2 separate regions of the Sminthopsis crassicaudata genome follow, and region 1 is linked to region 2. The links are chromatin contacts, called in public Hi-C maps. All regions are on one chromosome and are shown on one strand. The core of a region is the stretch at or near the end of the contact, and the rest is flanking DNA. Distances in the headings are between cores, read along the strand shown.

Region 1 (6,507 bases), core at 2,196-4,695, 350 kb after region 2:
GTGGTTTTGTTGCCAGATGACCTGAACTTGAAACATGGCACCAAAACTGACTACTGATGTGACCCAGACATCAATTTTCTGCAAAAGAATGGGGAAGGATTAGATGATTTCTAAGACTGACTGCTCCAAGTTCTAAAATACTGTGATTCCATTCCCCATTTTTTACCAAGGAATCAATTTGCCCTTAGACAAGAAAACTTTTCTCAGTCCTCTTTCATCTATATAACTGGGGATACAATTCAAAATTGCTCTAGCTCAGCAGTGTCAAACTCAAAAGGAAACATATCCCTGGGGCTGTACATTATCTTAAATTCACATTACCTATGTTATAGCAAATTGCTATTTATTGTTAAACATTATCAAATTACATTTTAATCTGGTTTGGGCTGTATTCTCACTTAGAATTTTGCCAGTTTTGCTTCTGCAGGATTTTGACACTTCTGTTTTAGCACTACAATAATATTTTTATTTTACAGCTCCATAAATGGAGTTGATCGAAATTGTATGGACAATGATGTCCAAACAATGAAATCTAGATCTACTAAGAGGTAGAAAAGAAATGATTATTAAAGAACCACTTTTGGTTACTAAGTTAGCTGCCCTGATCAAATATCCTAAGTTTAAAGTAGCATCAGACTAAACAACAAAACAAAACAAAACAAAAACCTGTTTTTTTTATTAGAGCATATTAATGTGAAATAAATTAAAGATCCTTGAAAACAAACTAAGGATAATAAATGTAAAACAATTATAAAGCTATTGGGAAGGGACAAGATCACAGTAAGACTATAATGATCAAATTAAAAGCTGAGGGAATTAATAGCTGAACTTAAAAAAATGTCATGACCTCTCCTCACAAATCTTATATCTCCTATTCAACTAATTTGATATAAGAGATTCCAGACTCTCTCAGACCAGCTTTCTTAATTCTTAATCTGTTGCTTTAAAAAGTAATGTTGATAAAATGGTCCTTTCACCATGGGCAAATAAGCGTGAACAAACAAAAAGCTGCCTTTACAGTGGGCAAATAAGCATGAACAAACAAAAAGCTGCTTAGGCCAGACATATTTACAGGTACTGTGGTTTGGAAAAGGGAAATCTCTCACTGAAGGAGTACATCCAACAGCAGCAACTGTAGCGGCCCTGAAGGCGGGATAACCACCAAGGGAGGAATTAGGAATGTGAACTAGGAATGCAAAAGACTAGCTGACCCAAGGAAAGAAGCTGTGAAGGGGAAAAGTGGAAAAGATGTAAACCATAGTTCTCAGCAGAGCCTAAGCAGGAAAGGGATGACTTAAACTTTTTTTTTTTTTTTTTGCTCTACAGAAACTTTCCACATTTTCAACAGTAATATCATCCTACTGTCACTAGTAATCTGTGATCAACTGCCTTCTTAAAAGCTCAATTTAGATACCTTCAAGCAACCACAGACTGCATATTTAGTCAGACTGTTTCTACATGTAAAATTTGTGAATGTTCTGAGTCTTCTAGTTCAGTAAGACATGTGAGGGCAACATGACATAATGGAAAAGCCCGGTTATTATAACTGAGTTCTGCTTCTGACCCTTATTAGAGAGAGACAAATCCCTTAACCTCTCTGACCTTCAGTTTCCTCTTTTCCCTATGCAGGAAAATGCTGAGCCAAATGGTATGTAAATGGTTAGATAACTAGCACCACATTAAGAGAGCACATTCTGGATTCTGATTTGGAGATCTGGATATATGAAAGATGGGTATAGAAAGTAGTAGTGAACATGAGTTTTTCTCCAAGATGAGTGAAAATGATATCAGGGAATAAGATAATAAAATATACCAAAGACAGACAAGAAAATAACAAATAAAAACAAGGCTTCATTATTATTATTATTATTATTTTTTAACAACACAGGCTAAGGCTGTCTATGTTGTACAGAATTAAGGGAAAGTAGGCAAGGGCCGGAAAACGATTGGATTACAAAGAAACTGTCCTGTAGCTTATTCCTATGGAGAGATGGCATGACATGGTAGAAACACACAGAGCTTGGAATCAGGACCTGGAGGTGAGTTCTTCTGCCCCTAGTGTGCGACTCGTCAAGTTCTCAGCCCGAGTTTCCTTCTCTGCAACCACTCACTTCTCGGAGTTGTGAGGAAGAAGGCAGTCAAACTCCACATAAATGGAACTGATCGAAATTGTATGACCCTTGCCCCCTGAATATAGGAAGAACTGCGGTTTTTAATGTATCTTATTTGCAAAATTATGTCAAAGATTTTCAACCGGCTCTGGACATTTTGGGCAAAGCTCCTGGTATTTGGGGAGATCAGATACCATGGAACAGAGTTCAGACCCCATCCTTTCACTTCTAAGTAACTTTGATCATGATTTTTTTTTAAAATAAGTTCAAAAGACTCACTCTCCAACTTCTGAATGCCCAAGTGAAGGCACCAGAAAAATTAACAACAGTAACGCCCGCAAAGCCACGAAACAGTTGTTTCCCCGCAGCTCTTTCCCCTGGGATCCGGGAGATCACGCTCCATTGGGGGAGGCGAGTGGGTGGGAGGCTGCTAACCGGGGAAAGGTGCTGAAGTGCCTTACTCTAAGGCGGATGGAGAGGGACGGGAGGGGCCGCAGGAGAGAAAAACTACGCTCCCCACCCCGCACACGTTACCAAAAGGTCACATGAGAAAATAAAGACACAAGAAGACACCCCAATGGCGAAACACAAAACCAGCGGAACCAGAACCTGCCGCACCCCCTGCCCCCACCCGGGATGCCCAGTGCGAGGTTCGGCGGCTCCGCAGCCAGGGCTGGGCACCCCCGTGGGAGGCCCGACAGCACGTCTGGGGGTGCTGGGCAGGAGGGAGGAGGAGGAACAAAGTCTGCAGGATCTGATGCTCCCTCCCCTGAAATCTCGGCGCTGGGGGACGGGGGGGCGGTGGGGGTGGGGATGGCGGGGGAAAGAAGAGGGAGTTTAAAGGCCCGGGGCTTCCCATCCCGGGGAGCGGCGGGGAGGGCCCCAAGCTGACACGTCAAGCGTCCCACCCCACCCCCGCTCGGCCGGCGGGAGGCGTCGCGGGGGCGGCGGAGGAGAAGGCCGGGGTCCGGGTCGGGGGTGGTCTCACCTGGTGCGTGTTGTTGACCAGACTGGCCTCGAAGCCCTGTAGCGGGCTGCAGCCCTCGTCCTCCCCGCTCGCGCTCCGCTGCCGCCGGCCGCCGCCGGGCCTGTCCTCGGCTCCCCACACAGGGCTCCCCAGCGAGGGGCCCGGCTGGCGGGCCAGCAGTGCAGTCCGAGTCCCGGCCGCTAGCGGCTGCGGAGCGTCCAGCCGGTCCCCGCCTGGGCCGGCCGGGACCGCGGGCAGCAGCAGGAGGAGGCCGAGACCACGGAGCCAAAGCGAGAGACCACCGACGGCGGCTGCAGCAGCTCCCCGGGGCGGCTCCATCGCTGTCAGACGCCGATGCCGACACCTGCAACCTCAAACGCCCGCTCCCCTCTTCGGCGGTCCGCCACACCCCCTCCACTGATCCTCGCCCTCATTGGCTGTTGCCTGCCGGGCCTCTCCGGCCCCTTAGGTTAGCCTGCAAGTCCGTCTCGCCGGTGCCACTCCCCATTGGCCGGCGTCGCCTCCAGCTTCGGGCGTCTTCGATTCGGACGCCCAGGCACGGAGCCGATTGGCCGAGAGGAGAGGCTTTTCCAGTGGCTTTTTTGATTGGTCGAAAGGGGCTGAGGTCATCGTTCCCCCTGCCCCGCGTCTTCGTGGCTAGGCTCGCCGAGTTAGAGCTGGAGAAGACCCCGGGGAGGCTGCTGTCCTCGTTCCGGCACTTTGCCGTAGCGGCCCTTCCCCCTCCCCTGGCCCCTTCAAACCTGAAAGCCAAGCCCCCGGCTTGCCCGGATTATCCCAAACTTCCTTTCGAGGCAAAGTCTGGCGAATGTGGAAAGCTGTGAAATCAATCAACAAAACCCTCCCCGGGGAATCGGGTAGCCCGCGATGGGCCGGAGGGGGAGGCCGGCTCACGACTCGTGCCTCGGCTTCCACTCCCGCGCACTTAAAAGCCCAGCCCAGGATTGCTGCTGGGCTGCAGCCCGGGCTGCCTAAGGGGTAGAGGGGCGCCGCGTAGGCCTGAGCCTACCTGCCCAGCCAGATAGCGATCGGAACATCCCCGACAGCAGAGCAAGCCTCGAGATTCCATGGCTGCTTTCCTTCCCTGCAGAGGGGCGGGAGGAAGCCCAACTCTGGCCCAGCCGAAGCGGAAAGGCGCTTCGGGGCACAGCTGGGGAAAGGGATAGCCTGCAGTTTTCACTTCTGCGTGAAGTGAAAGCGAGTCACACACTCGCTTACACACAGGACGCGCCGTCCATTCCGTAGTCCATTGTGTCCACGTTTGATTTCTAGGACACTGCAGAACAAACAAAAAACCGCACTGCTTCCATCAACTCAGGAATTACCCACATGAGCAAGATGCTCAGAGATGCATCTCAGGTAGAACCAGTTCTCGGGCATTCGGGATACCGACTCCACCCTTACTGTGAGAAAGTTTTTGCGTGCCTCCCTTCTTTCAGTGTAAAGAACCCCAGAGGAAAAGTGCACCATGACGGAAAACGTGCCAAAGCATAACAAACATAGAAACTTTCATCCAGGAAAAGCGAATTTGTGGGCGAAAGGTGATTCTCCGCCCTCCCCCCATTTAGCAGTAACTCTAAATGAGAAACAATATGAACATATTAGAAAACATAATGCGTCATCCTGATGTTTGTAACAAGATTCTTTGGCAGTAATTTAACTAGGAAACAAACATTGTGCACAGGAATTTCCCAAAATAATAATGGAATATTAATATGAAGATGTACTTTCAAACCGATAACAGAAGAAAATTGAATCAAAGTCTCCAGTTGCTACTGGCACAAAAAGATAATGCCTGTTGACAAAAGACTCCCTGAAAAACAGAACACTTTGTCCCTTTCCATAACACCACTATGATGGACTATTTCTTGTTCCCCATCCACCACTTTTAATCTGTACCAACTATGAAATAGATCACAAGACAGCTAGTGCTAGTAGTAGCCATGTGATTAATGGAGGGAATAAAGGATTATTTCTTTGTTTGGGTGACACTCTGGGATGAATGGGCTATTGTCTGTCTTGGGGAAAAAGACAGCGCCACCTCCTGGAAAGATCACCAAAGTACATGCTTACCTTTGATTAAAGATAATTTTAGTCAGGAACTCATTTGTTCTGCACAAATTTAGTCCTAAGTATTTAGTTTTTAAAAATTCAACAATCTTATAATTACCTTTATTGTGCATTTGCCAAAAAGCATGGTACAATGGAGAGAAATAGAAATGGAGAAGAGAAGGAAAAAAAGGAAGAAAGGGAAGGAAAGAGAGAGGAAGAGAGGGTTTAAGTATAAGCAGACTATGGAGATGTTTTAAATCCGGCCTCTGCTGATGCTTAAACTTTGACCAGTCACTTAACTCTTCTCAGCTACAAATTATAAATAATTATATTTATTATAAACATTAAAATAAATAAAATTATAAATAAAAGGTTAAACTAGAAGACCTTTGGAATCCTTTCCAGTTTTACATATATGACTCAATATAGAGAGCAATATAACAATATAACAATAATAGTATGTGACTTATCCTTCAGCTATAGTTTAAACTCAAGGGCAAGGAGTATCATTTTGTCTTTTTCCACAATGCCTTGCACAGAGTAGGTGCTTAATAGATCTTTACTTCATTTTTGTAACAATTTGTAAACATTTCTATAATATTACATTTTTCCTTTCTTTTATTTGTTCTATTTTTTATTCAATGTATTCAATTTTGTTAATATATTCAATGTATTTATTTATTTATCCAATACAAAAGCTGGAGTTAATTTTATCCAGTTTACTCTAAATTTCCATTTCATTTGCCCAGTCAAAAGATATTTATTCTCTATTCAAACTTTTATATTTTATCCAAGAAAATTTTGCCAGATGAATAGATGGATGTGGATAACAACCCTAAAATACTGAAAGCTAATGGAAATTAAATAGCTGTCACCTAATAATTCCAAGAGTATACCTAAAAGAAAATCTTAAATCTGGAACTGATAATACATCAAAGTTTGCCTATTCAAAATCATGTAATTATTTAAGATACAAAGTTCACTTTGGTTTTAATGGTTGTACTCTTACTAAAAATGAAGCACCAGTTATTCAAAGGGAATTCATAAAACATGAGCTACATATTGTTTAGAGCTTTGGGCTAAGTGTTACTCCTAGCTATTTTCTTCCCAAATTAAACCACAAGATCAGACACTCTCAAAATTTCTCACCTCTCCTCAAAGTGAGATGACTGATAATTTCTATCCTGGTTTTCATTCATCTGTGTTACCACACAACTATAACAGAGATGGATTCATTCATCAAATACAACACATTACCTGAGTCGGCCCTACAAGAGAAAGTTTAGTTAAAAAAGCAGGATTTCTGTTCTTGTACAGCTTAACACTAGAACTTTGGATTCTTTGACAGAACATCATTCA
Region 2 (7,083 bases), core at 774-3,273:
GCATTAGTCCCACCAAGTTCATATCTAGATACTATATGACTGCCAGATGAACTTGCATCTTAATTACTTTGGGCTAAGTTTCCAAAAGTCAGTCTCAAAAATTGCTTCATCATCCCATGGCACTTTTCTACAAAACTCAGACTCTGGAAAGATGGAATATTGAGATTCGCTCTATTGTCTTTGTTTCTCAGGCCATGAATGTGCTGCATTGACTGCCAACACAAATGATAGAATGCCATGGGTCCACTGGTCCTTTTGAACTCATAAAGTCATAAGCTTTATTCCCTTCACCAGGCACCAAGTTTTCCACAGAGTGCTAAGCCAAGATGAAAGACTGAAACTGACAGACCTTTTTGAATGACTCCATAGTCAATCAAAGAGCTTCCTTTTCAATATGTGATTAGTTAACCAGAACCAGTTATAGAATATCTGCACATGTTCCATGGTTTGTTTCTCCAAGATTTTTCCCTTACAGGAATCTTCTGGAAGTAGTTTATTAGCATCCTTCACATGGAGTGTGACATCTCCCTAGATTTCTCCCTGTGAAGACACCATCTGAGGCATTCTGAATCCCTATTAAATGTTTGTTTAACTTATTTTTAGTTTTGTGTTTTGTTAATCTGCTGCCTGCAATAGAACAGAGGATACCTGGAATAAAAAAGATTTATATTCAGAGATATTCCTAAGGCCTAACTTTAGATAGCAGCAAAAATGATTCATATAGATTTTGTCTAACCTTTCTATCCCCTAGGTATCTTAACAAAGTGTATTAGACAAAGTATGTACTGACTGAAATAAATGACAAAGCATTTACTAAGCATTTATTATGTGCTAAGTAAAGGGGATTTGTATAAAAGACCTAATTTCCTTAATCAGTGATATTCATGTTCAAAAACCTAGGAATCATATTTGACTACTCTTTCATTGCTTACATTTTGTTTATTATATCTTCACAATTTATCTTGCATCAGCTCTACTCCATTTCCATTGCTGCTGTCCTATATCTGAACAGCCTCTATGTTGGGCTGTTTTGTAGTCTCATACCTAGCTTCCCCAGCTTCCATGTCTTTTTTCTTCAAATCATCCTATTCATTGATGTCAGATTAGTCTTTTGTAAGTAGAGTTCTGATCAAGTCACTCCTCTGCTTAAACAGCTGATGACTCAGAATCACAGTGTTAGAGCTAGAAGGAAGCTTAGAGATTTTTGTTGTTCAACCCTCTTGTTTGACAGATAAGGAAACCAAGTGACTTAATGATTTCACATTGGTTAGCATCAATGGGAGATTTTAAAGGTCATCTTTATTTTATAAATTTTCTCATTTTATAGATGAAGAAATTGATGCCAAAAGACACATTAGCACTTCCTAGCTGTGTGACCTGGGCAAATCACTTAACTCCAATTGTCTCAGCAAAAAAAAAAAAAAAAAAAAAAAAAAAAAAAAAAAAAAAGGCTAAGTCCATCAGAATTGATCGTCTTAAAATCTTGTTAACAAAAAATTTACAAAGTGTTTTTATGTCAAATATTAAGAGAGGTATTATTAATCCCCATTTTACATGAGGAAATTGAAACCCAGAAAAGTTAATAGTTAATGGTGCACCTGACACTAAAACTTAGTGTCTTGATTTTTCATGTAATAGTTCAGCAAATATTTATTAATGATCCCTATCAATAAATCAATAAGTGTTATCATGAAATGGAAATTAGAGCTATCATTTATTGATACTAATAGTGAACGAACGAACTCAGGCTGCTAGATCCAATTTCTATTGGAAATAAGAATGAGTCAGGGTTATGCAACTGGGCAGCAAGCATGCACAAAGCCCACCAACTCATCTTTCCGCTTTCCGCGTACGTGTGTTAATACCCGCAGAGGTACGTGCAAAGTTCAATGGACTAGCGCCCAGGATTACCTAGCACGCGCCCGGAGCCACGCCTTTTATGAGAGTCCAGCCTCCAGCGTTGAAACCTGTTGCCATGACTACCACCTCCGCCTCCTCGCCACCCCGCGCCTTACGTACGCTCGGCGCTCCCTTGGCCGTGCCTGGCCGCAGTTCGGCGCTCTCCGCTCTCTCACTGCGCCTGCGTCGTTCTTCCCCTGCCAGTCACCTCGGCTCCGATCGGGAAGTGTCAAGCGGGAACCGGTCTCCGCAACAGCGGCAGCCGCCCGCCTCCGGAGCCCCAAGGTCTCCGGCCCTGGCCCGGGTGGGCCCAGCCGTCATGACGAACGGTGAGGCGGCATCTGGCGCGGGGAGGGGGGAGGGGAGACGTGGCAGGCCGAGGAGGAGGGGAGGCGGGCGGGGCCCGGACTGACGTGGCCGCTCTCCCCGCCCCCTCCTGGTCCCAAAACTTGGGGAGCCTACTCCCGGGGGACCGCTCTCCGCCCCTGGAAGGCCAGAGACACGGTCCGAGCCCGCGGGTGGTCGGACGGAACCGGTCACGGGGGATGGGGGAGGCGCCCCGAGCTCGCCAGTCTCCTCCCCCCCTTCCTCGCTGTCCCGGGCTGGGGGAGGGGGCTCCTATGTCGGCGTCCTGCGAGCGGAGCCTCCACAAGTTTGGAGCCTGGGGATTTAGGGCTGGAAAGGAACCAGACTCGTGCAGACGGTGAAACTGAGGCCCACAAGTGATCGTCAGTTGAATTGAGCGGGAGGGAGGCTCGGAGTCGGGAAACCCTGGGTTAGAAGTCTCTTCCTACTCCTTCACCCGCGGGGGGGTCCCGAACAAGTTAATGAGCCCTTTTCTCTGGTGTAAAATGACTGGCGATAGCGTCCGCCTGCTCTCTGGTCATTGGGAAGAGAAAATAGAATGATGTAAAGTGGTTTGCCACCGCGGCCGGGGGAACTGCTACCAACAGGAAGGATCGCAGTCGGGTCGTGTCCACATCCTTTGGTACCAAATCTTAGGCTATTGATGCTTATAAGTTTGTTAAATTAATCCAAGAAACAGTTTTGACCAGTTGATCATATCCAGACAGTCTGGATCTATTAAAGTGCTCCATAAACGTGGCATTATTATCATTACACTAATCAGTCTGGTAAGCAGAACTGTACCAAGCTGTGTCCAAGGAAATATTTCTGCCCTCAGAAACTGAAGATTGAATTCCATAGGAGGAAATGGGGAGGAGGGTGACCTCATGCCTTTTTTTCTAAGTAACCTGATAATTATCATACTGATTATCTTTTTATTCCCTCCCCCCCTTCGAGGGTAGGATCTGCCCCTGAAGCATTAAATGATCTTAGTAAGATAAAAATCCTTATATGTTCCTTTTCTGGTTTGCAGGGTGGAATGGTTAAAGCGCTGGGTCTGGCATCAGAAAGAATTCAACAAAAAGAGTTCAAATAGGGTCTCGGATACACACAAGCTGTATGATCTGGGGCAAATCACTTAACCCTGTTTGACTCAATTTCCATATCTATAAAATCAGAGAGGGAGAGGAAACTGGCCATCCACGCAGTGTCTCTGTCAAGAAAACCCCAAATGGTATCACGGAGTCAGACAAGACTAGCTCTAGGACAGAGGTTCAGTGCCCTTCGAAGGCAGTCTTCTGTGAGGCGGGCAGGGTAGACAGTAGTTTAAATGAAGGCCTAAAAACTTTTGTATGAGGGGTGGAGATATCGGGATTGTGTGTACTGCTGCATCCAACTGATGTAAAATTTTCCTTAGAACTAAAATTTGGTTTTATGGGTGGGAAATCTGAGATATAGACAAGGTCATAGATTGAGAGCTGAAAGAAAATACAAGAATTATTTAGTCCAAACTCCTTATTTTACTGGTGAGGAAACAGAGAGGTTAGTTAGGTTGGATTTGGACCGACTTGTTCCTTGGTGCTGATCCAGCATCTTTTCCTCTGCACCACCCTGCCATAAGGAAATCTCAAGTTGTAAGGGCATGAAATACAGAACTCAAGATCAGACCTTATTTTTTGTTATATTTATGGTTTGCTAAAGATTCCACTTTCTTTTTTTCTTTAAGAAGTTTGAGGTTTTTAGTATTAGATGTTCTGTATTCTGTCTAATAATACTCATAGTTGCTGTCTACTTATGGGCCAGTAATGATACATATATGAACTCTGGCCCCTTGAACTTTTCCATCTTCTCTAACCCATCATCCTAACAGAGCCAAATCTGATGTATTTAGCTGTAAACTTCCCTTTTCTTTGTATAGTTTTTTTTAAAAATGGGTGTATTATAACAAGAACGTGTTAAAAATGTCTCATGCCTTGTCAGTCTCTTGTCATGTCATGCATGGAAGCCTGATTTCAGAAAAACTGATGATTGGGTATTTCTTTTTTTAAACTGGGGAAGGGGCACTATTTTGTTAAATCTTATTTATGTTTCAGATAGTAAAAGTAACAAGTTTCACATTTAAATCTCAAATGCATTATTTATTAAATATTTGAAAAGATGGGTGTGTATATCTATATATCTCACTTGTTGGCAAGTTTCAATACTATCATTTGGGTGGCATTGTAAGAGAGGTGCTCCCTGGGTAGTCCTCTCAGGTGGTCTAATTTCAGAATTCTTGAGTCTGTCTGGCTAACGTAGTGTTCCTATTGATTCATATACAACACATTCTGCTTCCTGACTCTGGGCCTTCTAGCAGGGCTGCACTTCTTCATCTTCCTCTCTCAATCCTCGCTTCTTTCTTCTTCAAGACTCAGCTCAGGTGTCACCTGAGGCTTCTGATCCTCCCCAAATGCCAGTGTTTTCTCCCTCAAAATCAACTTTTAATTGCTTTGTATATATTATATATTTACATTACTTCTCTTTCCCCTTCTCTTCTACTCCCTCCCCCTAAACATGTAAGTTCCTTGGGAGAGACTCTAGACCTATTCCATTTTTTAAATTTATATCTCTAGCATATGTCTGACACATAGTAGTTGCTTAATAAATGTTTGTGAAATTAATAATTGATACCCATTGTTTTACCAAGCTAGTATAACCGGTGGAAAGTATAGGGTGGAAAAAAAAGTTGAAGTTGATTTAAAGAAGATGCTCTTTAAGAAACTTTTGAGAGTATTGGGGATCTATTTCATGCTCTTTCTTTCAACAAATATTTGTTGAAATTGAATTGAGGCAATGTTGCTAATACCAGAAAATTGTTTTCTGTTGTTAAAAGATGGCCTAGCCAGTTTATATTGTACATTATTCTGTTCATTCCCATTTAAAGGGAGCATCATCAGTCCTAGCTCAAGATACTGACTTTTCTACGAATAAGTGATGAGCCAAGTTTTGTTTCTTTTCCTTTCACAGTATATTCTTTGGATGGGATCCTGGTATTTGGTTTGCTGTTTGTTTGCACCTGTGCCTACTTCAAGAAGGTGCCTCGACTCAGGACCTGGCTGCTCTCAGAGAAGAAGGGAGTCTGGGGTGTGTTCTACAAAGGTGAGATTATGCTGGAATAGGAAAAGAAGATTTTTATTTTTATGGTAGCATTGAGGAATTTGCAAGAGGTGGGAAGGTTTATATGAGATGAGATTCAAGTTTTCAGAATATTTTGGTAGTGAAAAGAAGTTTTAAGAATCTAGAACTGGGAGAAATTCTTTTTCTGACATTTAGAATAGAAATGAGCATTAAAAATAGGAATAATTAGGAACTCAAGGATTTATTTTAATGCTTTGAACTTTCTGAAGAAGATGCAACATGTACATTTTAAAAATATTTGACAAAGAAATTTTTGACAAACCTTGAGTTTATTGGGAAGGCTATAATCCTAATAAAAGGATTTAAGCCAACTTTAAAATTTCCAACTCTAAGCAAGATAACCTAGAGTTTTCCTCCCTCTTAGGTTTTGACTTTCATTGTTCTTTGACTTTTTGGCCTCACTTTTGGTTCCTTTATCTGGAAGGCAATTTCTATAAGTGATTACTACCATGATAGCTAACAATAACAACAACAAATATGATAGCTAACATCTACCTAGCACTATGTGTCTAAGTGCTTTATAATTATTATTTAATTTCTTCTTCATAATAAAACTATAAATTAGGTGCTGTTCTTGTCCCTACTTTACAGATGAAGGAACTGAGACAAAAGAGTTAAGCAAAGTACACAAGTCATAGAGCTAAGTGTCTGAGACTGGATGTGAACCAGGGTTTTCTTGACTCCAGGACCACTGCTCTGAGCCTGAGTTGGGACATTAGGATTCTTTTCCTGGCTTCTCAAGACCTTGAGGAAGCTTTCTTGCTGTGATATAGTGGCCATCCCAGTTCATTGTGGCTGCCCAGTGACTTTCACAGAAGAGGAGGATTGGCTAGCAAGATTAAAAGTTGTAGCTCTTTTATTGGTGTGCTTTAATTGGCATAAGATTATGCTTGTGGTCTTCCTTGAAGTACCAAAGAACCACTGTTGACAAGGAAGATGAAAGGTTTCAAGGCAAGAGATACTTAGTTTCTCACTCACAGAGACAAACACAAAACTGTTCCTTAGATTCCTGAAAGAGACTGATTGGACTCAAATGCAGTGACTTTCAAGTCACTGGAGGTGCAAAGAGGGAGAGACTTATCTGCCTCTGAGAGTGGCTACACCCATGTTAAACCAAACTCTTGTCACTCCTCCTAGGTTGGGGTTGGGCTGCCTGAGCTTGAGGTTTCTTATTTCTTTCTTTCCTTCCTTCTTTGCACTACTCTCCATCCTCCCTTTTAACCTGGAGAAGTCAGAAATGGAGGATTCTAGAAGAGGAGCAAGGAAGAGTTTGCTAAGTAGAAAGAGGGGATAGATGCATCTATATTAGAGGCAGATTATGGCAGATACATCTCGTGGAGCTCAGGACCAAAAAACCTGAAACTTTTTTTGATGATACACTTGGGGTTTCAAAAGTGTTCATCAGAAAGTGAAAAATTGTTTGAAAGACAGAGGGTCATTTTGCTCTTTGCTTTTTTCCCCCCCCACAGCTGCTGTGATTGGAACCAGACTGCATGCTGCTGTGGCAATTGCCTGCATTGTGATGGCATTTTACGTTTTGTTTATAAAATGAACTCTAAGACGTCCAAACCGCCAACTGCCAGTCAAGGGGCCTGGGGCAAGAGGCCTCTCAGGGACTTATGCCCCCTGTAGAAGAGCTGGACTGAGATCAGCAAGCCACCC

The links. Hi-C and Micro-C count contacts between places; a contact is called where the count stands out from the background.
Region 1: a contact with region 2 is called in a Hi-C map of fibroblasts, with 5 times the contacts expected there. The contact joins the promoter of SORT1 here to the promoter of TMEM167B in region 2. A contact is called at or near these places in 2 of 2 Hi-C or Micro-C datasets (fibroblasts and hippocampus).

Annotation. Positions count from the first base shown.
Region 1 is chr4:427,293,213-427,299,719 of ASM4859323v1, forward strand. SORT1 (sortilin 1) reads right to left here and starts at 3,446. Exons shown (of 20, transcript XM_074262895.1): 1 at 3,100-3,446. The coding sequence starts at 3,417.
Region 2 is chr4:426,944,169-426,951,251 of ASM4859323v1, forward strand. It overlaps TMEM167B (transmembrane protein 167B), which reads left to right and starts at 2,024. Exons shown (of 3, transcript XM_074262885.1): 1 at 2,024-2,228; 2 at 5,251-5,382; 3 at 6,891-7,083. The coding sequence starts at 2,219. The coding sequence ends at 6,973.